Linked DNA regions of Callithrix jacchus: region 2 is linked to region 1. A link is a contact called in public Hi-C data. All regions are on one chromosome and are shown on one strand. Each heading gives the region's core, a stretch centred on a gene start, on an enhancer-like site or on the middle of the called end of the contact. The rest is flanking DNA. Distances are from core to core; before and after follow the strand shown. Region 1 holds the start of TFAP2E (transcription factor AP-2 epsilon). Region 2 holds the start of CLSPN (claspin).

The links. A called contact is a pair of places that touch in the nucleus more often than the background predicts.
Region 2: a contact with region 1 is called in a Hi-C map of induced pluripotent stem cells, with 2.1 times the contacts expected there. The contact joins the promoter of CLSPN here to the promoter of TFAP2E in region 1. A contact is called at or near these places in 2 of 3 Hi-C or Micro-C datasets (induced pluripotent stem cells and skeletal muscle).

What each region holds. Positions count from the first base shown.
Region 1 is chr7:72,156,266-72,161,272 of calJac240_pri, reverse strand. It overlaps TFAP2E (transcription factor AP-2 epsilon), which reads right to left and starts at 2,188. Exons shown (of 7, transcript XM_035250784.3): 1 at 1,896-2,188; 2 at 1,094-1,576; 3 at 485-536. The coding sequence starts at 1,922.
Region 2 is chr7:72,351,319-72,356,325 of calJac240_pri, reverse strand. CLSPN (claspin) reads left to right here and starts at 2,153. Exons shown (of 25, transcript XM_002750609.6): 1 at 2,153-2,273. The coding sequence starts at 2,250.

The DNA of each region.
Region 1 (5,007 bases), core at 939-3,438:
TAACACACAGTCTTCACACACCAGCTCCACAGAAAGAAAATTCTGCCAGAGGCCTCCAAGGCCCTGCCGGAAGGAAGGGGAAGAAAGCGCCAGCCAGGTTGGGGAATGCTAAGGCTCTCTAAAGTGAAAATCATTTCCCAAACTCCGTGGGAACAGCACTTCCATTCCCCCCTCTTAGGGAAACAGGGAAGTGGTTTAACTCGTTCTGCAAATCACCTCCAGATCCATTAAGAGCATCCTCCCCCTCGGTGGAGAGAGGCCAGACTCCCAGTGCTGCAGCCCAGTAAACACTGACCTGCTCAGGCCCACCCCAGGCTACAGGGTGCTGGGCAAACTCATCAAGCTCGCACCTCTGCCCAACCTCTGGTGGACAGACAGCCTGGCAACACACAGGAGACACAGCAGGTGAAGAAAATGGGTCTGTGCACTCGGGGCCTGCACCATCTTGCCCGGCTGTACCCTGACGATGCACACCATTCCTTACCTTTCTTGATCACGGACTGGTCTAGGAGGCTCATTCCAGGATCATCCATCTTCTGCAAATAGGAGAGGGCGGCGGTGAGGGCGCATAAAGACCTAGTCGTCCATGGCTTCCCAAGACCCGGCGACCCCAGGTCCCGGTCTGCTCGCACAATGCTCACCACCTCCGCCTGGGGCGGCAACGGACAGTCCCAGGAATCGCCAAGTCTAGGCACCGAGCTAGAGCCGTGAGTAACTCACCGTGCAGTGCAAAAAGGGAATTTTGAACCTTAAACTGGTAACTATTAGGCCTCTCTTCGCCCCAGGTGCAGGCTGCCCCATGGACGCCATACGTGGCTCAACGGCCCAGCGGGGAGAAAAGAAGCGATTCGGTCCCTGCCGAGGGTCGCCGCTATTAAGGCGGTGGACTCGGTGCCGGCGGACTCAGTGCCAGGCAGCCTTGATGGCCAGGCACCGTCTAACCCAAGAGATTGGACACATCCTCCGAGTCACCAGTGAGAAGTGGCGAGCTGGGAGAAAAGTCGGGTTCCTGCATTTGCCACCTTCTGCCTCCAGCCAAGGTACTAAACCACCGCGGCCAGTCCCGATCCATCCCGAACCCCTCGGGTCTCACCTGCAGGTCCTCCAGACCGGACGCCGCCGCCAGCCCTGGAAGGCCGAGCGGTGCGTCTGCCAGGCCGTGCGCGCCGTCGGCCAGGCCTTGCAGGAGCCGGGGCACTGCGGCGGCGTAGTCACGGCGCGGGTCAAGGCCCAGGGCGCGGGCAGGCGGTACCAGCAGGCCTGGTGGCTCCTCGTGGGCGCGGGCGGCGGCGCGGGGCGCGGCCCAGGTGGCCTGAGGAGGCTGAGGCTGCGCCAGGGGCGCCAGGCCGCCGTACGGGTCTCCTGCCAGGTGGGGAAAGGCTGCGGCGGCGTCGGACGCCTGGCTGTAGGGCAGTGGTGGCTGCGGGTAGGGTGGCGGGAAGTAGGGCGGCTGGAATTCGGCGGCAGCTGCGGCGGCCGGCGTGTGGCAGAGAGGGGGCGCCGGCCCGTAGGCCCCCTGGGGCAAAGACGACAGGCGGGCCCCGCCAGCCGCTGCGCCCAGCCCCTCAGGGCGCTCCTGGGGAAGGAGATGGTGCATTAGGTGACCCGCTGGAGCTGAAAGGACCCCAGCCCGAAAGGATCCTCCTCAGCTTGAAGGGTCCGGCTGCCGTCCATCACCCTTCCTGGGGCCCGAGGTTATTTCCAAGCCACTCGCGGCCGCAGGAGCCTCAGGCTGGGGACAGCGGTCACTTGCGCCTCGAGTTTTCAGCTGGCGGAGTCCCTGAGGCCCCTTCCCTCCGAGATTTCGTTGGCGCGGGGCAGGAGGGTTGGAAAGTCCAGCACTCAGGCGCCCCAATCCCCCAGCCTAGTATGCCCGGGGCCCCGAGACTACTCACCATGGTGGAGTAGGGGTGCACCAGCATCGGGCGGTGAGCGCGGAGCTCGAGGCGTGACGGCGGCAGAGCCCTGGCCCGACGGCAAGAGATGCGGGCAAAGGCGCGGGAAGCCGGCACAGCCGGCGGGGGTCGCGGTGCGGGTAGCTTGGGTGCGACCCAGCCGGTATCCTAATGGGCGTGGGGTCCTCAGCTGTGGCCGTCCCCGGACGGGTCCATGGAGGCGGGACAGACGGGCACTGATGGCACTTAGAAAAGTCGGTCAATGGGTGCCCAGCGCCCGCCCTTCCTCCTCTGAGCTAAGCCTGCTCCATGCACTCCAGTTATAGTGGCGGGGGCGCGCCGGGCCTCCGGGGGCGCGCATTAAAGAGACAAGCTATGGCAGTTCTCTCCCTTTTCCCCAGCGGCCACCAAAGGGGAAGCGGTGGCTTTGGCGGTGGGATCGGGTAGGGTGGGTAGTGGGGCGTGAATTAGCTCACGTTGATGTGAGCCGCCTTCTGGGCTGGCAGCTCGCAGCTGCAGTGAAACAGAAAGATTCGTGGCTGGGACGCAGGGGCCCTACATTTGCTCGGCTCTATCACATCCTTTCCTTTAAGCAAAGCACTATTCTTTGCTGGCCTCAGCTTCCTCTGTAAAATAGGTATCAATCCTTTGTCTAAGAACCTCAAGAGACTTTGGATGAGGGGGCAATTATGAACGTGGAAGAAGTTTGTGAGCTGCAGACTCAAGCCTATCTGCTCATGTGCACATGTGTGTCAGTGTTTGTGTGTGTGTGTAGGGGGGCTACCATCACAGTCTCTCCTGAATGGATTAAAATCCCTCTAAGGTGCCCACTTCACTCACGCTTCCTGGGCTGAAAACTTCCAATGCCAAGCCAGGCTCTGAGACAGTTGGAGACACAAGCTGGCCAGACAAAGTTGCCTGGGATAGGTTTCAGTATAAGCTCCACCTGACCAGGAGCCAAGGTGTTTCTGAAGCCACAGGGGCCTGGGCTGATTGAGTGTGGTCTTGAGATACCCAGAGACTGTTGAGTGACTGTAACTCACGGGGGTGCTGTGTGATTGTTACACTAACATGCGCAGGCTACATGTTTTTGTGTTACCATGGCAGGCACTCCCTGGCTGTCAGGCAACAAACCCAACCTTCCCCTCCTGAGAAGCAGAGACAGGGATTAAAGATGAACAAATGAGAGGGAAATGCTAAGGAGAATGGGAATTAAGAAAGAAGAAAGATGTTTCTAAAAGCAAGAAGATGTGTAGACCAGGGCAAAGTAGAAATAATCACAGCAGACTTATTACAGAATGTGACAGCCTCTGTGCAAAGTGCTTCACAAATTTTGGATTATTTAACCCTCACAGCAGCTCTATGAGAGAGATACCCATATCATCCCCATTTTCAGGGGAGGGGTGAGGTTAAATGTCTTGCCCAAGGTCAAGCAGCTAAGTTAAGTGGTAGAGCTGGGGTAATCAGCCCCTGGCTCCTCTCTGCTCAGAATCGCTATTATCTACTGCCTCAGACTCAGGGGCTTAGGTTTAGTCCTAACTCCGAGTGACTGCGTGAGCCTAGCTACGTCCCATTTCCTCTGTGATCTCAGTTTCTGCAACTTCCAAAACACCAATAAAAAAGGAGAGGAAGGCAGAGAGGACTAGTTGTTTTTTTGGTTCATTTCTAGTAAAGTAGTAAATGAGATTAAAGTAAAATTATTGATATAGAGGAGGTGATAGTGACACCATTAACTCATGGAAAGTATGATTCCAAGTGAGTGTCCCAGAAGATGCATGACAGGTCCAGAGCTCAGGGCTGGATGATCTCAGCCAGGGGAGCGATGGAGAAAGAAGGAGGCTAGAAGCCAAAGATTCATCATTAAGAACTTTCCGAAGTCTGGAACTGCCAGTGAGGGTGGTGGATGAAGCAGAATTTGAAAGCTCTCTGCAACCTTCCTGCTCAAGACAGGTCAGAGATCACGAGTGTGTTTGTGTGTATCTATATATGAGGGAGTCTGTGGCAACACCCCCTTCCTCCCACCCTCAGCCTCAGCCACAGAACATCAGAAGTCAAGCTCCAGGACAGGTGTCAGTGCATGAATAGAAGTTGGTGAACTCCTTTGGGAGAAGTCTAGGAGCAGTGAAGAAGATGATGCCCATGGCCCTGCTCTCTCCAGCAGCTTGGGAAGGCCAGAGTGATGGGACGCCCTGCCTGTCTGTGGCTTCGTTGGGTTTCCCCACTCTACTTCTTACAGCTTGTGTTAGCCCCTTCTTGCCTCACTCTCCTACTCTGATCATTTGTCTTCTTTACTGTCTCTTTTCACCTATGTGCTTAATGTCAGTAATTCTTTCTCAGCGGAGAAGCTTCTGCTTTTTCTTCCTATCTACACTCTTTATGAGTGAGCTCATCCCCTCTCAAGTCTTTTTTTTTTTTTTTTTGATACAGAGACTCTGTTGCCTGGGCTGGAGTGCAATGGGGTGATCTTGGCTCACTGCAGCATCCACCTCCCGGGTTCGAGCAATTCTCACGCCTCAGTTTTCTGATTAACTGGGATTACATGTGCACACCACAACACCCAGCTAATTTTTGTATTTTTAGTAGAGACGGGGGTTTCACCATTTTGACCAGGCTGGTCTTAAACTCCTGACCTCAAGTTATAGCCTGCCTCAGCCTTCCAAAGTGCTGGGATTACAGGCATGAGCCACCACGCCCGGCCCCAGTCTTTAATGACTAGCTGTCTGCTGTTATCTCCCAAGTGTCCTATCTCTGGCCCAGAACTCTAGTGAGAGATCCAAACCCATAGACACAGCTGCCAGTTGCATATTTTCTCCAGGCATCTCATTGCAGCTATCTGAAATTTTCCATGTCCAACACTGAACTCAGCCTCTCCTCCATCCCAATCACCAACCCCAACCTGCTTCTCCTATGCTCTGTAGTTTCATAAATGACACCACCATCCTTCAAGTGCAAAACTTGCTAGTCATCCCAGAAGAGTCTGCATCCTTTCCTTAACCCCCACAAGTTAATCCTTACGGAGTGTTGCCATTTCTAACCCTTGAACATCCACCCTCAGAAGGTATGTGGTGGAGAATTGAGGTGGGTATCCCAGAGGGCACATGGTACCCCTGTC
Region 2 (5,007 bases), core at 904-3,403, 200 kb before region 1:
GGACTTTCAGTGCTAAAACTAGGAAAGTCAGACGGGTGCAGTGGCTCATGCCTGTAATCCCAGCACTTTGGGAGGCTGAGGTGCGCAGATCACGAGGTCAGGAGTTTGAGACCAGCCTAACGTGTTGAAACCCCGTCTCTACTAAAAACATAAAACTTAGCCAGGCATGGTGGCGCATGCCTGTAATCTCAGTTACTCAGGGAGGCTGAGGCAGAAGAATCGCCTGAACCCGGAAGGCCGAGGTTGCATTGAGCCAAGATCGTGCCATTGCACTGCAGCCTGGGTGACAGAGCAAGACTCCATCTCAGAAAAAAAAAGAAACTAGGAAAGTCCTGGGCAAGCTGGGCCAAGCTGGCCACACTAGCAGTGAATGTGACCATGGAGGGTTAAATGAGCAATAAATCAATAAATACTCTGACTTTTCTTTCCTGGTGGCCTCTGCTCTCCTTACATAACCTTTACATGGGCCTGACTCAACCAGAAGCCAGAGGGCAAGGGAGGTGGGATAATAAAGTAGAGAGGTCAGCCTTGCCTTGACACACACCAGGGCAAAGAAAGGACAGAGAATTGATGTGGAGGGGCAAAAAATAATGGCCAGCACAGTGGCAAAATTGGGATTAGAATTGTCTTGGATAAACTTAAGCTTCAATTCTTCTTTTTTTTTTTTTAATTTTTTATTGGATTTTAGGTTTTGGGGTACATGAGCAGAGCATGCAAGACAGTTGCGTAGGTACACACATCAATTCTTCTTTTTTTTTGAGACAGTCTTGTTCTGTCACCCAGGCTGGAGTGCAGTGGCACGATCTCAGCTCACTACAACCTCCATCTCTCAGGTTCAAGCAATTCTCTGCCTCAGCCTCTTGAGTAACTGGGATTACAGGTGCCTGCCAGCACACCCAGCTAATTTTTTTGTATTTTTAGTAGAGATGGGGTTTCACCATCTTAGTCAAGCTGATCTTGAACCCCTGACCTCATGATCCACCCGCCTCAGCCTCCCTAAGTGCTGGGATTACAGACGTGAGCCACTGCGCCCAGCCCAGAGTTTCAATTCTTTTCCCAGCCTTGTTTAAAGGTAGAAAGCCCATTAGGAGTGATGAGGGCTTTCTACATCCTCGAATTAACCCTACATAAAATTATAGATTATCCAACTATACTCTTTGGTATCTGAGCAACCTGCAAAACTTTTTTCTTTAGAGACAGGGTCTTGCTCTGTCGCCCAGGCTGTATTGCGGTTGTATAATAACTCACTCTAACCTCAAACTCCTGGGGTCCAGCCATCCTCCCACCTCGACCTCCTAGAGCCTTGAGATTACAGGCATGAGCCAAGACGCCCAGCCCTCTTTAAAAAATAAAAAAGTGGGCTGGGAGTTGTGGCTAAGGCCTGTAATCCTAGCACTTTGGGAGGCCGAGGCGGGCGGATCATTTGAGGTCACGAGTTCAAGACCAGCCTGGCCAACATAGTAAAACCCTATCTCTACTAAAAATACAAAAATTAGCCGGGCGAGGTGGCAGGTGCCTGTAATCCAGATACTCGGGAGGCTGAGGCACAAGAATCGCTTGAACCCGGGAGGCGGAGATTGCAGTGAGCCGAGATCGCGCCATTGCATTACAGCCTGGGCAACAGAGGGCGACTCCATCTAAAAAAAAACCAACAGTATGTTTGTATACACACACACACACACACACACACACACACACACACACACACACATATATATACACTCAATGATAAGTGTCATGTGCAAGAGACAGACCGGATTTAGCTGTTCCAGAAATGAAGTCAGTAGAGAAAATCCCCACGGGCACCCTGGAATCCCTCTGAAGATGTTCAGATACAGGCCGCTCACTTCTTCCTGGAAGACTCACTCCTCCAATAGCACTTGGTGTTTAAGCAAGTGTCAATGGTCAAAGACCACTGCTCCCCTAGTACCTGTGGCACCGCACCCTGCGCACCTCCAGGTGGCCCAGGCTCCGCGGCCAATAGTAGTTACCACCCGCCAACCCAGCCCGAGTTAATATGAGATTGGGCGGCCGGAGGCACTGCGTGATTGGTGGGTAGGATGAGGGCGGGGCATCGCTCGAAAGCCCCCTCTGGATTGGTGCAAACTATCGGGGTGGGGCCTCCGCTCTGGCTGGGCGGGAAAGCTCTAACAGTGCTGCCGGGCTGGAGACGGTGGTAGCCGCTGCGCTCCGGCTGAGGGAACCGGAGACCACTCCATCCCTAGCGGAGCGCACTGTAGTCAGGAGTCATGACGGGCGAGGTGGGTTCCGAGGTGAGTTTATGCACACGCTTCTCACCGGGGCTGCGAGGGCCCGGCGCCGAGGGGTTAGGTAGGGCTGGGGTAGAGCCGGGGCTCCCGGCGTTCACTGCGTCCGCTCCCGCAGCCTCGCGACTCGGCCGGGAAGGTCTCTGAATGGGCGTCCCGTCCCGCCGTCAGGCTTCCGGTGCTTCGGACCCCTTGGCGGTGGAGCTCCAGGTCTCTGCGGCGCGCGGTGCCTGCAGCTCAGTCCATTTCTGCCGCCCGCCCAGCCCTTTGGCGCGTTTCCTGTCGCGGAAGCTCCTCCCCGCAGGGTACCCCGAAAACCAGGAGGCTCTGGCCGAACCGGGCCGCCAGGGTGCGGGGCGGGATTCTCGGCAAATAGAGGGCGAGAGTGTTATGTTAGGGAGCTCCACACTGGGCTTGGGAGCGGGCCTGGAGGTCATCTGGCGCTGGCCCTCCGCGCTTTCCGACGGGGCCCGGAGGGGGGAAGTCACAGTTGGGGCTCCTGGTTGGTGGCTGGCAGCTCTCTGGTGAAATTGGGCATAAAAACACACGTTTCCAGACCTGTGTCCTTTCTGGGGCCGGATTCGGGCAAGGCATTCTCTCCTTAGGAGCAAAATTTAAAGGAGTGCCAAAACCCTCAGTAATCAAATGAAACTCAGATTTTAATGCAATATTTAAAAAAAAAAAATTAATGCAAAGCATTTTATGATTTGCTATTGAACAAAATATCGGACGTTTGAACAAAGACAAGATCCAACCAGGCTCTTGCGGGACCCTGCCTCACTCACCTCACCCTAATCCCGCCCCTTGTTCCAATAAACTTATTTACAGAAGCGGGCGGCTGACCTCATGAGCCGTAGATTGTTGATATTTATTTATTTATTTATTTATTTTTGGAGACAGCGCCTCACTGTGTGGCCCAGGCTGGAGTACAGTGGCTCCATCTTGGCTCATTGCAACCTCCTCCTCCCAGGTTCAAGTGATTCTCTTGCCTCAGCCTCCCAAGTAGCTAACATTACAGACGTGTGCCACCATGCCCAGATAATTTTTGTATTTTTAGTAGAGACGGGATTTCACCATGTTGGCCAGGCTGGTCTTGAACTCCCGACCTCAGGTGATATGCCCACCTTGGCCTCTCAAAGTGCTGGGATTACAGACGTGAGCCACCAAGTCTGGCCTCTGTCGATTTGACTTTTTTTTCTTTTTTATTATTGGCAGCGGTCTCATGGAGATTTAATTTTTTGAAAAATAATTGCATTAAAGTGTTACTTATTTTGATTACTGAATTTTTTGAGACCTGACCTTACCCTGTTCCTGGCCCTGCCCTTTGACATTGCTGCAAATTCCCTAGCAGAGAATCGTGATTAAAAGCAGCCCTATTCCTTAAGCTGTCTGGTTACCTAAAATTGGTTTCCACATTCACAAACAGAAGTAATAGTTTTACTGCTTTGAATTGTTGAGAGGATCATCAGTGCATACATGTTAATTCTCAGCAATCCCAGCGCTTTGGGAGGCCAAGGCGATCGGATTGCTTGAACTCAAGAGCTCAAAACCAGCCCGTGTAAGATACATGGCAAAACTCTGTTCCTACAAAACAAACATAAAAATTAGCCAGGTGTCTCATATGGTCCCAATTTTTCTGGAGGCTGAGGTGAGAGGGCCTGGGAGGTCAAGGCTGCAGTGAGCCATGATCCTGCTACTGCACTCTAGCCTGGGCGACAGAGTGAGACGCTGTATCAAAAAAAAAAAAAAAATTGAATATCAAGCATTCAAATCAACTTAATAATTTTTTGAGAAGCCACTAGGGTGAGGCCTTGTGCCCTGTTAAATTACTGAAGCTCATATTTCTCTCTTTATTAATAAGTTGATTCAGAGCCCTAAGAACATCAAGGAGGTAGACTTGGCATTTAGGGTAGCTTGGTCACTAACTGATCAAGTCACCTAACATAACCCTGCTCCTTCGATTTTTATTTGTGACTTTTTATACTGTCTTATTTTCAAATCTATACAAACATGGAAAAGCTGGTATAATGAACCCATCATCTTACTTCAACTCCAGTTTTGAATATCTCTCATCTGAAATGCTTGGGACCAGAAGGGTTTTGAATTTCAGATTTATTTTGGATTCTGGAATATTTGCATACACATAATGATATGTCTTAGGGGAGGGACCCAAGTCTAAAAATGAAATTCAGTTATATTTCATATACACCTTATACACATAGTCTGAAGGTAATTTTATACAGTATTTTAAAATAACTTTGTGCATGAAACAAAGATTTTACTGCAACCCATCATAGGAGATCAGGTGTGGAATTTTCACCTAGTGGCATCATGTCAGTGATCAAATGTTTTGGATTTGGGAGGATTTCAGATTTTCAGAGTAGAGATGTTCAACCTGTATTATCAAATCATGACCAGTCTTGTTTCATTTATATCCCTACCCATTTTTCCTCTCACTGGATTATTTGGAAGAAAATTCCAGATACCATATTATTTTAACCATAAATATTTTAGTGTACATATCTAAAAGACAAGGGCTTTCCATAAAAGATAACTACAATATTATTACCACACCTAAGAAGTATCTAGTCAGTGTTTAGATTTCTTTGACTCATAGATATTTTTTATTTTTATATGCCACTTTAGCATAATTTTTTTATATTTTTAGTTTTTTGAATCATTTAAAGTTGGCATATTGCAATTGTTTATATTAATATATATGTGTATATATACATATATG